Regions from separate parts of the Sus scrofa genome. Here region 2 is linked to region 1. A link is a contact called in public HiChIP or PLAC-seq data. All regions are on one chromosome and are shown on one strand. Each heading gives the region's core, a stretch centred on a gene start, on an enhancer-like site or on the middle of the called end of the contact. The rest is flanking DNA. Distances are from core to core; before and after follow the strand shown. Region 1 holds the start of ZNF33B (zinc finger protein 33B). Region 2 holds the start of HNRNPF (heterogeneous nuclear ribonucleoprotein F).

What was found. HiChIP or PLAC-seq counts read pairs in DNA pulled down with a chosen protein or histone mark.
Region 2: a contact with region 1 is called in an H3K27ac HiChIP or PLAC-seq map of alveolar macrophages. The contact joins the promoter of HNRNPF here to the promoter of ZNF33B in region 1. A contact is called at or near these places in 1 of 5 promoter capture datasets (liver) and 1 of 2 datasets of contacts at active chromatin or transcription factors (alveolar macrophages).

Annotation. Positions count from the first base shown.
Region 1 is chr14:60,903,157-60,906,829 of Sscrofa11.1, forward strand. It overlaps ZNF33B (zinc finger protein 33B), which reads right to left and starts at 2,032. Exons shown (of 8, transcript XM_013983243.2): 1 at 1,888-2,032; 2 at 759-1,483. The coding sequence starts at 773.
Region 2 is chr14:61,666,032-61,669,704 of Sscrofa11.1, forward strand. HNRNPF (heterogeneous nuclear ribonucleoprotein F) reads right to left here and starts at 1,914. Exons shown (of 3, transcript XM_005671001.3): 1 at 1,826-1,914. It overlaps LOC100738157 (a long non-coding RNA gene), which reads left to right and starts at 1,955. Exons shown (of 3, transcript XR_307560.3): 1 at 1,955-2,036.

The sequences.
Region 1 (3,673 bases), core at 782-3,281:
ACTAAATTTGGAACTAAACTACAGGGCAGAATGAGGACGACTCCAGGAAAAAGCCAATGGAGGAGTAGTATCAGAAGTGGACAAAGGAGACTTTCCAGAGCAGACCAGTCAGTGGTTTATCGTTCTTCAAAGAAGGCAACTACAGAGAGTCACTGTGACCTTTACCTGGACAGATATGAGAAAGTGGAGGGGAAGAACCAAGACAGAATGCTTTGGGATGAAATCTGAATGAGAAACTCAAAAACATTTACCAGAGAATTTAACTTTGAACCACCTGCTATATGACTTGTATGCACAGCCTGGCTAAGATAAAATAGTTTTGTAATATGCATGTAGGCATGTAGGCCATTTATTCCTCTAAACATACTAGGTCTCATACCAGAATCAAATAAACTATTATAAAATTGACTATTTGAACCATCTCTTTTGCTCTCAGTATGGAACAGTTGGAGACACTCATTTCAGGGCTGTCCCCAGAAAGTTATTCACTATGTGTCCCTATGTTAATACCAAAATTTCTGCCATGGTTATTGAAAATATCAAAAACATAGCCACAGGTCAACTCAGAACTCTAACATCATGATCAGTATACAGCTATAACCCATGATCAGTATATAGCTAATGGCCCTGCTATTGATTTGTTACTTTATATTTTCTATGAAGTTTGACTTTATTACTCATTTCCCATCTTAACAAATGGACTCTTAGAAAAATCTCACAAAGTCCACTGTAAAATGAAGGAATGAATAAACACTTACCTGGGATTTACTCATTTTCTGCTGTTCTTGGAAAAATATAGAAAACTCAGACAATATACTGGGTTAAAGGAAGAGTGGGTCATCAAATATTTGGCTTGCCTGGCAGCTCCTGAATTCTCCTGCTCTATTAAGCAGAGCACACTCACTGGATAAGGATATATGTCAATCGCCCTCTGACCTTCAGAAGAGACAGGGAAAAAGACGGTGAAAGACCACCTATCTAATATGACTCTAATATAATCTCGTAGCTCTTGGGTAAAAGTTTTCACTGGGTGAATTAAGTATTTGCTTTCTAAAGATTTTTTTTTTAACAGTTTAAATCTCCCTTGATGTTCACAAAAATTTTTAAATGACGAAATTGGTTAAAACAAGTAACAAGACACATAATAAACTCTTCACCAAAACTACTGTAAAAAATACTCAGGACTAAGCTGTTTATCCATTTCCCTACTAATGTTACTAAATCTTCGGTTAGCGACTCCACAGAAAGCTATAAAAAGCAGGGCTTCAGGGGAGATCCATGTTTTAATTTATCTCTATTGCTATTTCTCAAACTTTTCATAATTCTATTAAATGAAACAAAAAAGGGTAATTCTTGAAGAACCTCCCTGAATGCAAGGGCAAGTAGGATAGAGTAATAACATGTATCAAGATGAAGTGATGGACATGGTTGGAGAGCAGTTCGGAGTCCAAAAACGATAAATGGAGAACCAAAGGAATTGAGCCTGTGTACAGAGCAAGAGATAACTGAATCAGCCCTGGCTGCGGCTCTTTTTTCCAGACCACACGCCCCACAGCCACCCTCCACTCCCGCAGCACCGCCCCCTTGCCACTGGCTCGGGACACCCGTCCCGCAGCACCGCCCCCTTGCCACTGGCTCAGGACACCCGTCACGCATGCGCGTTATGCCCTCCTCTCGCTCTCTCAAAACCAGGCCCTCTCAGACAGCCGCGCCAACTCGCGCTGGGGCTAGTCACGTGGGAACTTGGGCCACTTTTCCACACGGAGACGCCACCTTCCCGCTGCCCTAGGGCTCCGCACAGCTCCTCCCCACTAGCGCAAACCGACTTCCTCCCTCTTGCCCCCAAACCTGGGCCGTGCGGGCCGTTGTCCAACCTCCCCCGCTCACCTGCCGCTTTCTCGTCCTGCAGCACTGGCCTCAGAAGAGTGCATAGACTCGGCCGCCCCGGAACCGCTTCCCACGCATCGCTTGAGGAAAACAGAAGTGAAAGGCGGAGGCACACAGAAGCAAAGGGCGGGCTTAGGCATGCGCAGATGACCCCACGCCGGGTCGGACTGTCAATGCTAAACCTTGGGAGCTGTTGACGTGGAGTCCCAGCGACCAGCAATTTGGGTTCGGGATTGGCTGACAGTGCTTCCTCACTTAGCAGCGGGGACGTTGGGTGTCTGAGGTAGTTCCCTAAGCAGGTAGAGCAGAATTTATGGATTATAGCTGAGTTCAGTCTGCAACCAGTGTGCGCATTTAGACAAAGTCAAGGGAAGGGGACGTGCCTGTCCATTTCACTTTTTTGAATACTGGAAATAGATCCTGTTAATACAATGAAAGAATAATATCTGATATCATCAGCGATTCTCTCAGGAATAAAAAGTGGACAGTGGGGCTGGGGGCAGACAAAAAAAGCTAGTTCACTAAAATTTTGACAGTAATAAATTAAAATAGAAAAATCGCCAAGTACACACAATCCAAAAGAAAATAATGTCATTTATGTACACGTTCTTTCATTTGTGACATTAAAATTTCTTAAGTAGGGAGTTCCTTTGTGGTGCAGCAGGTTAAGGTCACTGCAGCAGCTTGGGTCACTGCTGTGGCGAAGGCTGGATCCCTGGCCTGAAAAATTAAAGGGGTGTGGCCCCCCAAATTACTTGAATAAAGGGAGATATACCCTTTCATAGACAGATTCAATATTTTGACAAAGTTCCTCAACAATTTTTTGTATGTACTTATTGCTGAAGTATCAGCTGCCTCTACACTGATGGCAGATAGAAACATGGAGACTAGAGTTGGAGGAAACAACCAAAAAAGTAGCTTTAATTGCCAAAGAATGAACAAAGCAAGCTAATTCTTCAAGGACTATGCTGCCCCTGGAGGGCATTGTGAGGAGTCTTATAGTGTTTAAGGAGCAGGGCTGATCAGCTGGTGGACATTTTCCTGATTGGTTAGTGGTGAGGTAATTGGGAGTCAGCGTCATCAACCTTCTGGTTCTAAGCGATATGGGGTTTACAGGCTAGTGGGCAGCATATAGTTGACTTCCTCTACCAGGTGGGGGCCACAGCATCTGCAAAACAGCTCCAAGCAATAGGGATGGAGTAGGCACAGGTAGTTGTAGAAGTCCCAATAAAGGATCATTTAAAGAGGGAAACTTAGGGGACATTGGAAGATCAATGTAAGTTAATGATTGCTCAAAAAAGCCTTCAGCACAAGGCAGTCTTCCTTCATTAGTGGATCCTTGAGAGTTCTGGATGGGATGAGGACTGCATTCATATTCAGACCAAGGGCAGGAGTTTGAGGACCACTCTTCTGCGGATTTGAATACACCAGATACTAAGGAGGAGCTGCTACTCCCAGAAAAGAAGAGGCAGGCTTTTCCAACCCCCTCTACCCTTGGATGATAAAACTGTAGCCATGTAGCCATGTAGTTTCCATGCCAGCCCACTTGCATCTCTCATAAGCGTCCTATCTTAATAAATCTATTTCTTGCCTATCATTTTCTCTCTCGATGAATTCCTTCTTCACGGAGACGTGAAGAACCTGAACCTCAGTGAGGCCAAACACAGGGTGAGTGATTCTAATTTAAAACCTTGTGTTCAAGTCCCAATGTGGGTTTAGGTTTGATTCAAGTCCCAGCACGTGGGTTCAAGTCCCAGTCTGTGTTCTGTCTAGGTTCAGGCCGTTA
Region 2 (3,673 bases), core at 664-3,163, 760 kb after region 1:
ATCAAGACCGGTAGTTTCGCTGACGCATTCGTTTAAGGATTATTTGCAGCCTTCAACTAACTCTCCCGGCTCTACAAGGGTCCGATTACCGAGGCCCGCCCCTAACTTTGGGAGCCTGGGCCCCCCTCCCCCCACCGCCGCCAGCCGCGGCCGGTTCCGCGGAAGCCGCCGCGGCCACCCGGCCCCTCCCCCACCCCCACAGCAGCTCTCGGGCCCCGGTCCCGCTGAACAACCCGCCCGCCGAGGCAGGCAACTCCTTCCCCCCACGCCAGGTTCTCTGGCTCGAAAATAGCTGTGAAGCACGTTGGTTTGTCGTAGGGCCTCCAAGGGAAGGAAACTGCCGCGAAGGGCGTCTCGCGGGGCTCGCAGGTAGCCGGAGAAGGGAGGCAGGCTCTCCCGGGCCTGAGGTTCGTCCGGCGGGAACCTGTGGGGGTCCCCTGATAAGGAAAAGACTAACCGGGAGGAGCTTGAGGCCTCCTAACCGTAAAACACCGGGGCCCAGGGTCGGTCGGGCCCCGCGTCTCGCGCGGCGTCACCCAGACCGCTCGGCGCCACCTTACGTGGGCCACGCGGGGGCTGGGAGGCAGAGGGAGCCGCGCGAGCGCCGGCAGCGTCCAGCAGTTTCTGGGGCGCAGTCACGAATTAGCAAAAATACACTCAAAGATAAAAGGATAAGTGAAGAATAAAAAAACGGCCGACCAAGTTTCCCCAGCGGAAGTGTGGGCACCAGGCAAAGACAACAAGAACCGAACAGTTTCAACCAAAATATCCACATGCTACCTTTGAGAGCAGGAGACAAATGCAGACCGGCTCAGGGCACACACGCGGCGCGGAGAGGAAGAAAAGGCCGCAAAGACGGAAAGTGGAGGCTCTGCGAGCGGGAACGTGGGAGGGGGGAGGAGTCAGTTCCCAACCAGTCCCGTGCAACTCCCTGACGCGCGCAGCCACGTGAAAGTACTGCTTTCATTTTTAAATGAACCCCCTCTCACGGTCGCCCCATGTTTTCACCGTACCCCAGGCAGGGGCGCTCGGGCTCTGCCTCCCCACCCCAAGAGTCCGCACCAGGCTCTTCCTCCCTTCCGATCCTGCGTCCTCTGACACCAAACCTCAGCCCCGCGATCCAGTCCCCGAATGTAAACCAGTGGCCTCAGGCCCACCTCCCCGAAGTTCACATCTCAGTCCCGCAGGCCCCACCCTCAGTGGGCCAGGTCCTCGTTCAGGACCTAGTCGGTCCCTAGGTGTGTGGCTCCTGATCTCAGACCCCAAATTTCAGCCCCACGGTCTTCAACCTCCAGTAGGCCCAGGTGCAGGCCTTTACCACAGATCCCGCCTCCCCTGACCCCCAAATCTCAGCTCCTCGGTCCTCAATGCCAGGGGCCTCGGTTTCTGGTGTGTAGGCCTCGGACACGCCGCCCCTACCACCCCTCACCTTGGGCTCCGAGTCTCCACGCTCCCGCTCGTCTTCACATCCGGCACCTCGGTCGACCCTGTGAGCACCTAGAAGAGGGTGGAACGCGGGGGACTTGGCAGTTGTAGCAGAGGCAGTTGAGGCTTGTTTACCATCACTATGGAAACCTCTGGCAGCGCGCCCTGGGCGGGGCTTACGAGGGGCGGGGTCAGGCGCGCGGAAGGCCTGAGTCCACAACTCCCGCCCGTCGTGCGCACGCGGCGCTTCCGGAAGCCCTTATGCCTTGGTTTGCCTTGACCCTCCCCTCCTCAGACCTGCGCCCAAATACCCGGGAACAACAGCCCCAGGAGCCCCTGCCCCCGCCCCCGCCTCCGGCTGCCGGCGTGACCGCGGGCCGTTTTCTCTGCAGAACCCCACCTTTCGCTCCTGAAAGACGCGGCGCAACCCCACTTCCAAGACGGAGCCGGAAGGACGTAAAGACCGCGGCGGGGCGGAGTCTCCAAGGCGGGTTATGGGGGTGGGGCCACAAGGGCGCCGTTGTGACGCGCCCGGAGCGGAGTCGGGGATTGGTCGGCCAGGCGCAGGACCGGGCCGGGGCCTGCGGTGCGAGGGCGCTGCAAGTGGCAAGGTGGGTTACGTGGGCGAATCCTGCTCGAGGGAGGGGAGGGCAAGGCTTATGGGTTTTTCCGGCGTCTCTAAGGGTATCATCTGGGAGAGTTTCCCCAACAGTGAGCCCAAAGGATCCCTGGATTGAAGACCAGCGTGACAGAAGAAAATGAGAGTCATTTCCTGCCGAGGAGGAAGAAAGAGGGAACCAAATCCTGGAAACCGACAAAGGCTGTTCCGAGAGCAGGGTTTAGGGAGGGATTGGTAGGTTGAGGTTGCTCATGTGATTATCACTTGGGCTGAGAAGGCCTAAGGTTTCTGAAGGTGACCCTCAAGTCCCCAGGGAAAAGCAGACATTTCAGAGCACCTGAGCGACAGGGTGGATGGTAGCTGAAGTGGCTACTCTGCCTGAGGCAGTGGAGCAGATTATTTTTTTATGTGTTCTAGGATTATTAATTATTACCATTTTATTTTTGGAGACTCAATTCATGAAGAGGAAAATATAAAGAAACTCATCACTGATTAAGCAGGTTGCTTTTTAAATAAATTAAGGGAGTGCTTGGAATAGGGTCAGATTATGAATGGACAACCTATAGTGAAGGAAGGAGAACAGTTTGTCAAAAGAAGTTGATTTGGGAGGGATGGGAAAAGTAAAAGCAGGAGGTAAAAATGTATGAGAAGACTCAGGCGAAGCATAATTACGGAAAACAGGTCCTACAAAATTCAAATAGGTATTCTTAAGAAACCCAATGATCCCATGCTAGCTCATGGTATAGAAAAGTCTGTTTATGGAAAGAAAGTGCAAGTAGCTAATCTGAGGCAAATATTTAAATTACCACCCCACCCCCGACCCCACCCCTGCAAAAAAAAAGATGCTTCAGGGTTTAGGGACTGTGAAACCAGATTCATGCAATCCACTAAGAGGGCCTGCGAGGAGTTCCCGCCGTGGCGCAGTGGTTAACGAATCCGACTAGGAACCATGAGGTTGTGGGTTTGGTCCCTGCCCTTGCTCAGTGGGTTAACGATCCGGCATTGCCGTGAGCTGTGGTGTAGGTTGCAGAGGCGGCTCAGATCTGGCTACAGCTCCAATTCGACCCCTAGCCTGGGAACCTCCATATGCCTCGGGAGCGGCCCAAGAAATGGCAAAAAGACAAAAAAAAAAAAAAAAAAAAAGAGGGCCTATGAGCCAAGTAGGCTTTATTTATTTATTTATTTATTTTGTCTTTTTAGGGCCGCACCCAGGCTAGGGGTTGAATCAGAGCTGTAGTTGCCGGCCTACACCCACAGCCACAGCAACACCGGATCCAAGCTGAGGTCTACACCACAGCTCACAGCAATGACGGATCCTCAAGCCACTGAGTGGGGCCAGGGATCAAACCCACGTCTTCATGGATACTAGTTGGGTTCCTTACTGCTGAGCCAGGACAGAACTCCCAAGTGGCCTTTTTGATTCCCTCATCAAATCTGACAATTCTACAGCATTCCTCAACGATGCAATTATCTTTGAGGCCTTTAAATAAGAAAAATGTGGGTTTGGGCTTGATTATGTGCCTCCCCTTGTTCTTAAGGAGTCATGCCAGGTGTCCACTAGGATATCTCTTGCAGGTGTGCACCAGCACAGTCACAGGTAGGCCCTTTTCCCCAGTAAGGAGTTGGAGA